Linked DNA regions of Sus scrofa: region 1 is linked to region 2. A link is a contact called in public Hi-C data. All regions are on one chromosome and are shown on one strand. Each heading gives the region's core, a stretch centred on a gene start, on an enhancer-like site or on the middle of the called end of the contact. The rest is flanking DNA. Distances are from core to core; before and after follow the strand shown. Region 1 has its middle 230 kb from the start of ADAMTS20. Region 2 overlaps PRICKLE1 (prickle-like protein 1).

What was found. Hi-C and Micro-C count contacts between places; a contact is called where the count stands out from the background.
Region 1: a Hi-C map of omental adipose tissue shows a contact between it and region 2, with 2.9 times the contacts expected there. The contact joins two enhancer-like sites. A contact is called at or near these places in 16 of 47 Hi-C or Micro-C datasets (adipose tissue, alveolar macrophages, embryonic fibroblasts and 10 more) and 1 of 2 datasets of contacts at active chromatin or transcription factors (skeletal muscle).

What each region holds. Positions count from the first base shown.
Region 1 is chr5:74,445,242-74,449,788 of Sscrofa11.1, forward strand. No RefSeq gene overlaps it. Among named protein-coding and RNA genes, the nearest start is that of ADAMTS20, 230 kb to the right of the region's middle. Within about 2 kb of position 1,585, at least 2 of the 83 cell types and tissues checked have an H3K27ac peak or open chromatin away from gene starts, as enhancers often do. A contact at or near this core is called in omental adipose tissue, where this site is marked.
Region 2 is chr5:73,717,962-73,723,167 of Sscrofa11.1, forward strand. PRICKLE1 (prickle-like protein 1) reads right to left here. Exons shown (of 8, transcript XM_021092560.1): 2 at 1,486-1,667. The coding sequence starts at 1,605. Among named protein-coding and RNA genes, the nearest start is that of PRICKLE1, 110 kb to the right of the region's middle. Within about 2 kb of position 2,375, at least 3 of the 83 cell types and tissues checked have an H3K27ac peak or open chromatin away from gene starts, as enhancers often do. A contact at or near this core is called in omental adipose tissue, where this site is marked.

The DNA.
Region 1 (4,547 bases), core at 335-2,834, 730 kb after region 2:
TTCTCATTCTTTTTAAACAGCATCATTTTTAAATGCTGGCTTATTTCAGATTGAATTAAAATCAAACTCAGTAGAAAAGGAGTTTTGTATTTGTTCTTATTTGAATTTGGTTGGCAAATCCCTTTAAAGTGATGTGCATAGTAATTTTCCAAGAAGTGTTCTCCTGATTGCTTTTATTTATAAAAAATGGTATGTGTGTATTCAATGTTATATATTATTTTTACATTTGCAATCCTTTTTAAAATGCATTAAGGATTGTTTAGTCAATTTTAACAGATGAAAAAAAGTTATGCACAATTATATATGAAATACATGAGTGCCCTCTATCGTTCACTTCAAAGTAAAGCAGTTTTAGTAATCAAAGGATTTTTCTCTCTCCAGTGGCAAGAAACAAAATCAGCCACCTTTAATAATATAAGCTACTTGTCTTCCTTCTTTGAAAATTTGATATATAAATAAATAAATCATACATTTTACTGAGAGGAATTTATTTGAGAGTAATGAATTTTAAAATGAACACGGCTTTTTTTTTACAAGTTAAATGATATCCTTTATAATTACAACATTGATATCGGTTTTAATACATACTTTTCTTTAATCTCAGAGGGTACACTGAACTCAAGCGAACTTCGCTTTTAAAATGTTTCATTTTCATTTTGACCGAAATGATTGCACTGTGAGCAAGTTCTAATTTCCCAGAGAGTTAAATCTATAAGTGACAACGAAAGGAAAGCAACAGAAACATGCCCATTATTTGGAGCCAATAATTTCTTATATTGCTGCTCAGGGATGGAGCTGCACAAATAGACATACTGCAGTGCTATTAATTGTAAGGAACATTCGCTTATCTTTTCTGTAGCTCCGCCACTTTCCTCAAGAGGTTGCTGAACCAGACAAAATGTACCTAAGTCTTTGTGCTTGATATGAAAGACCAAATTGGGGCAGAGATTTCAGGATAGAAAGACATCAGGTCAGAAGAAATTCAATACTACTCTCAATGAGGATAATGAGGCATGATCTTCTAGGTGTCAGGTATCTCAAGCCACTTCAATTGCAGTTCCTTGAAATTTTTCTTTCATAAATTTTATTTGAGTATGATTAACTTAGAAAGATATGTTAGTTTTCAGGTGTAGAGCAAAGTAAATCCGTTTTACATATACATATACATATATCCGTTTCTTTTCAGATTCATTTCCCATATAGGTTCTTACACTGTATAGAGTAGATTACCCTGTGCTATACAGGAGGTCCTTGAAAAAGTAAGAAAGCATTGGGCTCTGCACAATTGCTTCCTGGAATCTCAAACGAGGTAGTCTTCACCATAAATCCATCACATCTGGCGTAAAATATTTCCTGAGGACACAAAGGGAAGTTATATTTATGGGAGAGATTTTTGCAAGAGCAGCACAGGTTTCTAAATCTAAGAATCTAGACCCTCAGTGCTTGTCACCCTCTCCACCAGGGTTTTATACTCTCAGCCAGTATGCCGATTGCCACATGAGATGTCTTGAGCTACTCCCTCTGCAGATGTCATGGTGACTTCCACCAGGTGGTAGAAATACTGCTAAGGATCAGATCGATTGGTCCCAGAGTGCAGAGAGGGAGCCCCTTAGCAGGTGGCTGAAGTTCTTGGCAGAGTCTAGGGCCATACATTCAAACTGAACATGATCTGATATGCAGTTCTTTCTCCATGTGCTGTGAATGATGCTCTCTAATTCCCATATTCTCTTTCACTAAGAAGTGTCTGCTAAGCAGTGTAGCCTAGATCGCAGGTCACTAAAAGTGAACCTGGTGTTGTGCCTTTATCAGGAAAATCCATACAATAACCGGAGTTATCTTCACAACTACTCTACAGAACAGAACCTACTACCACTGCCGTTTCGCACAGGGTGGTTAAGTAACTTCACCCATGGCATTGGTTAAATTCACCAGACAGAGTGAGAATTTGAAACTAGGAGCCCATTTCCAGAGTCTTATTACAGCCCTTCTCACCACACAAAATCTTCACTGTTTTTCAAGGTTCTGTTCATAAACTATATATCTCAGAAGCCTTTCTTAAATCATTTTAATGTCTCTCTCTCCTGAACTTCCATAATACTATCTTTTAATCTTTCTTTTTGTGTGTGTTTTTATTTTTTTAATAGTTATTTCCCCAATACAATTTTTTTCTACTGTATAGCATAGTGACCCAGTTACACATACATGTACACATTCTATTTTTATACATTATCATGCTCCATCATAAGTGACTACACATAGTTCCCAGTGCTACGCAGCAGGATCTCATTGCTAATCCATTCCAAAGGCAATAGTTTGCATCTATTAACCCCAAGCTCCCCAGCCACCCTGCTCCCTCCCTCTCCCCCTTGGCAACCACAAATCTATTCGGCAAGTCCATGATTTTCTTTTCTGTGCCTTGAATTAGGTTCATCTGTGCCTTGTATTAGATCCCAGATATAAGGTCTAGAGCCAGAATAGGCAACAGAGCACAAAGGTTAATCCCAGATATAAGGTCTAGAGCCAGAATAGGCAACAGAGCACAAAGGTTAAAGTGTTAAGGAACAGATCTTACTTGGAGCCAGATTTGTTCTTCTCTATTATAACGTCTTCAATTAATGCAGTTATTATTAACAATTAGTTTTAATAAAGAAGTAACTTGTTGATCTACTTTACACCATTACGGACAGAATAACTCAGAGACTGTCCACTGTGTACGAAGAGTTTCTGGGGAGCATTTTAGTATAAAACTTAGAGGCAAGTACTATAGACAAAAAAAAGGCAATAGATCATTTATACAACAGCAATGGACTAATAGTGTAAAGAATATGAAATTTTCTGATGTTTGAATATGGGGAGCCCCTTGGAATAGGTTTCAGATGATTCTGCAGAAAAACTGGCAGAAAGAGCTCAGAGACATGGAGTTTCTTAAAAATGAACCAGGATCCAGTTTCCTTTCATTCATCAAATATCCTCCCCAGGGGTTCAACTTGACTGGGAAAGATGAAACATTTTTAATATTATTATTTTCTGGGTTAATTTTTTTTTTCTTGAGGAACTCTCTTTAAGGTGCTGTCCAGATCTGACCTTGTTTATCAGATAAAATTAAACTAAATAGCATTAAGTTGTTTTGACCATTAATGAAGGATTTGGAAAATGGTCGTCTAGAGTCCATGAGAAGTTGCAGTTATGGTGAGTTGATTGAGATTGTGCGTGGTACACCACTTGAATTTCTTCTACTTGGCCCATCTCAACAGATAACTTCTAGCAAATTCAAATTTGCAAAACAAATAAAATAATCTGACAGCTTGTAAGGGTGGGAAAGGATGTTGGCCCTTTTCCCTAAAGGCTTATCTCATAGAAAGGCAATATATTATACAAAAAAGAGAAATATAATTCAACATTTCTCTGCCAGAAAAGGCAGCCAAATTTTTTATATTGTTCCAGGAAGAAAATGATCTTTCTGCAATTTCCATTTACTCCTTCCTTACCCAGAGTAGGACTTTACTCCTTTGGAGACTGAAATGGTATTGCAACATTTTCAGGAAGTGATCATTAAAGTATGAAGAAGTCTCATTGCACAAAACCTCAGCCTCCCTCCTTTTTCTCAGTTGAAACCTATTGAAGTCTTTAGCTTCTCTGCTCTTCAGTTTTGGCTTCCTGGTTACCTACATCATCTGTTTCTCTGCTTTGTCTGACCCTTCACCACAGCACTGTGGTGTTCATTGTAAAAACATGTGTGCCAGAATGAGCTCACACTGATTATCATAGAGCAGGTAATTCCACAGGGATTTTATTATAATTGAGCAATAGTTCTTGTATACCTACATAAAAAATTTATCTGGAAAGCAAATTACAGTAGAGTATTTCCCCAAGGCTCTTAATAAAATTATCTATTTTTAGGAATTCGCTCTACATGTTGGGGCTCTAAACTAATTAGCTCAATAATATTGAAAAGAAATAGGATGAAAGAGGCAGAACTGTTTATTTTCAGTCCAAAGCTTGACTTATTAGTAGCACTGTGTCCCTATTGTGCCACCCTGGAGCATATAAAGTAATTGGAGTAGAGTAGATAGGAAACTAAATTGAAAACTAACCATCTGCTAAGTACATATGTTGCCATTATTTTACCTGACTCCAACCTTCATCATATATTTGAGTAAAGGTAGAGTAAGCATTTAGTTCTCCTATTCAGTGGCTTAATGTGGATTATTATTACTATTATTATTTTTGCTTGTTTCATCCTGGATGGGCTACAGAAAAGGATGGTTGTTCAGGTAGGTCCCAGGGTGGAGAATAAAAAAGGAATTAATATTTATTTATTCCTATATAGATAATAAAATATTCTTTACACATATCCTCTTATCCAATGCTCATAACCAAGCCATGGGTTGCTTAATATTGCTTTTATAAACAAGCAACAGAGTCTTCAAGAGGATAACGTATCTCAATATACTCTTAAGAGTTTTTACGTGTTTAAATATTACCATTCCAAGCAGAGATTTATGCAATAGAAATGGTAAGCTTCTTCATTCTACTTTCTCTTTAAG
Region 2 (5,206 bases), core at 1,125-3,624:
CAAAAGCTGTTCTGTTAAACTTGGTAAATGCTCCCTTATCAGGTTTTTCTCAAGCTTCAGCTTTCTTTGCTTCCATGGGTGCCCTTTTCTAAATACCCGGAGTCAGCTTCCCCAAAGACACTAGAGGGAAGCCATATTAAGCTGTACTTAGTTCATTTTGAAAGGAGAACTCAGTCGATTTTTTTCCTATTGTATCTAAAGAAACATCCCTTCCGGAGTACTGCAAAGGATACGGCAGTGCTGAGGAAGAATGAAGAAAATTTCAAGGCAAAAAAACAGGACACTAGGGAAGTGAGGGCCTGCTGGCTTCAATCTTAGTTTATCTCCTAAAACCTCCTCACTCTAAGCCGCAAGAAGGATTCTCTCTCAATAAGGAGTTTGTCAAAACATTGCTTTCCTGCCTGGAGCACAGCTCTCTGCCCTCTCCTACTGTATCAGTCACAGGAGCTTGTACAGTTGTAAACACTGAATACAAGCTACAGGTGTAGCCAAGAATCGTGCTGGCCCCAGATGAAGCAAGAAGCCCTCTTCTCAAAGGAGTTCCCACCAATCGGGCAACACAACCACAATTCAGAAGCAAACATATGCCCAACCGGATCCTTGGATTTCAAACTATCTTGGCCCTTATATCCACCATGAGTAATTTTTAACAAGTTCATCTTTGTAAGGATACTGGGAAGCTAGAAACAGGTACACAGACTGTTCTCATCTTCCTAAAAATAATACAGCAAGACACAAAATTAGCTCTTTAATTTTTTTCCTAGTTCATACTGTGAGACAGAATCCTTCATGTGTAAAGTTATCAAAGGTCAAATCCCGAGCAATAACCCTTCAGATGGTCTCTTACAGCTTCTGCATCTCCTCTCCTCCAAAGCAAGGGCGCTGCTGAGAGCCAGCATGGAAACTTTCCTCTTACCTTTTACTACCTTTTTGTTGTTACTGAAGTTCTTAAAAAGGTTAAATTCCTCCCTCACCCTCCAAAGGGTCTCCCCAGAAATCCAGATGACAAATGCACAGGCAGGACTCTGGATTTTACTCATTAGGGCAAAAACAGCATCCCTACAGGGCTTCTGGGTCCAAGCGTACAAAAGGGATTGAAAACCTGCATTGAGAAACTAAGTGTGACCTTAAAAAGCAACCACTTAAAACCATCTAAAAGAGAGTGAGGCCGGGAGTTCCTGCTGTGGTGCAGTCGTTAATGAATCCGACTAGGAACCATGAGGTTGTGGGTTCAGTCCCTGGCCTTGCTCAGTGGGTTAGGGATCCTGCGTTGCCGTGAGCTGTGGTGTAGGTTGCAGACATGCTTGCATCCCGTGTTGCTGTGGCTCTGGCGTGGGCCGGCAGCTACAGCTCTGATTAGATCCTAGCCTGGGAACCTCTATATGCCATGGGTCTGGCCCTAGAAATGGCAGAAAGAATAAACGAAAACTCTTTAAAACATTAGATCACGTGGGAAGCCAGGAAGGCGGGTGGCTAGCCTGGTACCTGCTCTGGCCTAAGGCCCGGAGGCACCCAGGCGTACTCCTCCAGCGCACAGCCCGAGTCGTCGTCCGACGTGGAGCTCCGCTGGCACGCGAAGGCGAGTTTGCTCATCTTGGGCTCCATCTCCAGAGGCAGGACCACCGAGTCCCACGACGGCTTCTCAGTCACGGGACATCCAACAACGGCTGCTGGGGACAACAGTGCAAAAATGAAAGAGAGGCACCTGAAGGCACGCTCTTACCCTCCCAAAGCTTTTTTTGGGGGGGGGGGCACACCCACAGCATGCGGACGTTCCCATCAAACCCGCACCCCAGCTGTCCCTGGAGCCACAGCAGCAACCACGCTCAGCTCCCCCGTCTGCTCCTGCTGAGCCACCGGGAACCCCGCCCTCCGAGAGTTTTCACTGGTGCTCGCTCCCACACAGCGGGGCCCAGAGAAAGGGACCAAGTTACTAGTGTCGCCAACCCCGGCCCCGGGACCTCAGAACCTAGGGCTGCCCCGGTTGGAAAGAGGCCCCTTACCAGCTCAGCATTTCAGAAAATGCCACCCAAACTAGTTTATTTCCAGATGCCTTTAAAAGGTGCTTCTCTAAACTTTACAAAGGTTCTCAAGAAAACTGCTTTGCTGACTTAACTTCCCACAAATGAAATCCCTGCGAAGCCCCAGGAGGTGTAGACGGAAGTCAGGTTGGGTCTCTCGCCCTGCCCACTACTGTGTGCCATGAAGACTGGCTCCAGTCACCCCATTTCCTCATCCAGTTTCCCAAGAGAAGCAGGGTGCCTGCACAGAGTGGGTCCACTGGGCCGCTGTGCTAAGGTTTCAGGTTTCCAGTATAGTTTGAGAGGCAGTGAACTTGAGTTGACTCATAGAGAGGAAAAGGCACAGTTAAATCCTTACCCAGCACATTGAATCCACACGCCTTTACTATCTACGGGGTAAAGTCAGCCAGACATCGACTGATGAGTTCCTTCAACAGAAAGGCATGGACTCGGAGTACCAGGTTAAATTAAAATCCAGCTTGGTGACTGTTAGTGTTGATCTGTTACCATCAGGCTTTCACTGACAAGCTCTGCAGCACCTACCGTGTGTGACATGCTATCAGCCGGCTGCCGGCTCTGACACGCTCCTCAGATGAAGGCCTCTAAAGACACCAGCCCCTGACCTAAAACCCAGCAGGCACTTAGAAATCGCCATGTACGTCCCGTCTATCTTTCTAATGGTTCTTAAAAATTAGCCCTCATCCCCAGGCACTAAGAAGAAAAAAAGATATAAGCCTTTTAGAATCAAGTGCAGTTTTTGTTTTGCTTTTTTTTTTTTGTCTTTTGTCTTTTTAGGGTCACTCCCATGGGATGTGGGGGTTCCCAGACTAGGGTTCAGATCAGAGTTGTAGGCACCGGCCACAGCCACAGCCCAGCCAACGCCAGAGCTGAGCTGCGTCTGCGACCTACACCACAGCTCACAGCAACGCTGGATCCTTAACCCACTAAGCAAGGCCAGGAATCGAACCCAAAAGCTCATGGTTCCTCGTCAGATTTGTTTCCACCGCACCATGACGGGAACTCCTAGAATCAGATGCAGCTTTTTAATACCTGCCCCTTTCCCGCCACCAAAAAAGAAAGTTCTCGATAATTAGCCCAATCCAGTTTTATATATGTCTGGTCTATAGTCCTCCACTTTACCAGCGGAGTTATCGAAGGGTACGCAACCCAGCCCAATTTTAAAGAAAACACGGGAGTTCCCGTCGTGGCGCAGTGGTTAACGAATCCGACTAGGAACCATGAGGTTGCGGGTTCGGTCCCTGCCCTTGCTCAGTGGGTTAACGATCCGGCGTTGCCGTGAGCTGTGGTGTAGGTTGCAGACGCGGCTCGGATCCCGCGTTGCTGTGGCTCTGGCGTAGGCCGGTGGCTACAGCTCCGATTGGACCCCTGGCCTGGGAACCTCCATATGCTGCGGGAACGGCCCAAAGAAATAGCAAAAAAAAGACAAAGAAAGAAAAAAAAAAAAAAAAGAAAACACGGCACAGGGAAGGGACGTGACTTGCCCAGGGTCACGAAGCTAAAAGCCAATCTAGTCACACCGCGTGCCTGACACATCGACTTCCAGACATTCCTCTGCTGGAAAAGTCTCTCATCTGTTTCTACAAGTGGGAAAAACAGTGGAACCTAAACGCTGTCAGCCTGAGACTCAGCCGCTTGTCCGAATCTCTCTCAATGTACCTTGAAATACTTGTGTGAGAGTGTTACCTATTCAAACCCATGAGTGTTAAAACCTGGGATTCTTTTATCAATCAAAGGATGCTAAAAAATTAAAATGTTAACAGCACACAAATGGGAGGCTAAGCATCCACTGGCTACAGTCTCTACTAGATGTAGGAATAAGGCCACACAGCAGCTATTAATCCAATTATTACTTTTACCTTTCATTCACCTGGAACCAAAAGTAAAGACGACCCCGTTTTCTGCCTCAGCACTGGGAGGGTCCGACCTTTTAAACAGGGTATCATCTCACAGGTGCCGTTCATTCATTCCCCACTTAGGAAAGGGTTCCTGATCATCTGCGCGTTTCTTTTACGCCTCAATAAATAAAGGATGTGTTAGGAGCTCCCTGGTGGCCTAGTAGTTAGGACTTGGCACTTTCACCTGAAACACTGCAACCTGGGTCCAACCCCTGGTCTAGGAACTGAGATCCCACATAAACCTGCTGCGTGCTATGCCCCCCCCCAAAAAAAATTCCTACATGTCCAAGGAAGAGAACGAGAGGTTAAGAATTTAATTAGGAACTCACACACCCCCACCACAATGCCGGCCTTCAATGCAATTTAATCTGAATCATGAAATATGCACATGTGTTCCTTGCCAAATCTGGCTGAGGATGGAGATGCCATCCTTGCAGAGACTAAGAACATAAATATTAAGTAGAACCTAAGAATTGAATGCCACTATTTTAAAACAAGGGTAACGCCACACATTAAGATAAACTGTGCATTTTCCAAGCTAGCACAAAGATGTAGACGGCCAATGAGCCGACTTCAGCTGTATTCCCTGATGAGCATTTTCTGGGAAATGGAGAGTAAACGACCAGCCTCATTGAGGTAAATCACTTTAGCACTACATGCCATGGCCCCATCCTCTCCATCACCGGGACGGGTTGCCACGTCTCCAGCCTGCAACCCCCACGTCAGTCCGTGCCAGCGTCGCCTTAAACTGCGCTGGGAGCTGTTACAAGTGACGAATACAACATGAAAGACACGGACGAGGCTCTGAGGGTCCCTTGTGGGCGCTCTGACAGCCAACTCCTCTGTGCCTGGCCTGGTGTGACTGGTGTTAGGACCTCTGATCAGCACATCAACCAACCCCACCAGGATGTGTCTTGCTTAAATCAGGAGAGAGCTGAGCCTCAGCGTGATCCACCGCAGGTCAGCTGGCCAAGGGCAGTGGCCTCAGAACCCGGCTCATCTGTGACCTCTCAACCCCCTCAACTCTGCACTGCCTCCCTGGTGGAACCTTTTCTTTGCTGCTACACTGCAGACACTCACAATGACACAACTGGACAGGGGATAATCCGCTTCATCAAGAGAGGGCATTTTAAGGAGAACATACAGTCAAGAAGGATTACAAAAATTCTGTGGCCTCATGAGCTGTGGCTTCAGAGTTTTTAATTTGGAGAAACCCTCTCTTTTTCCTTTATATCAGAGGCTAAGTCCTTAAAGAGACAACACATTACA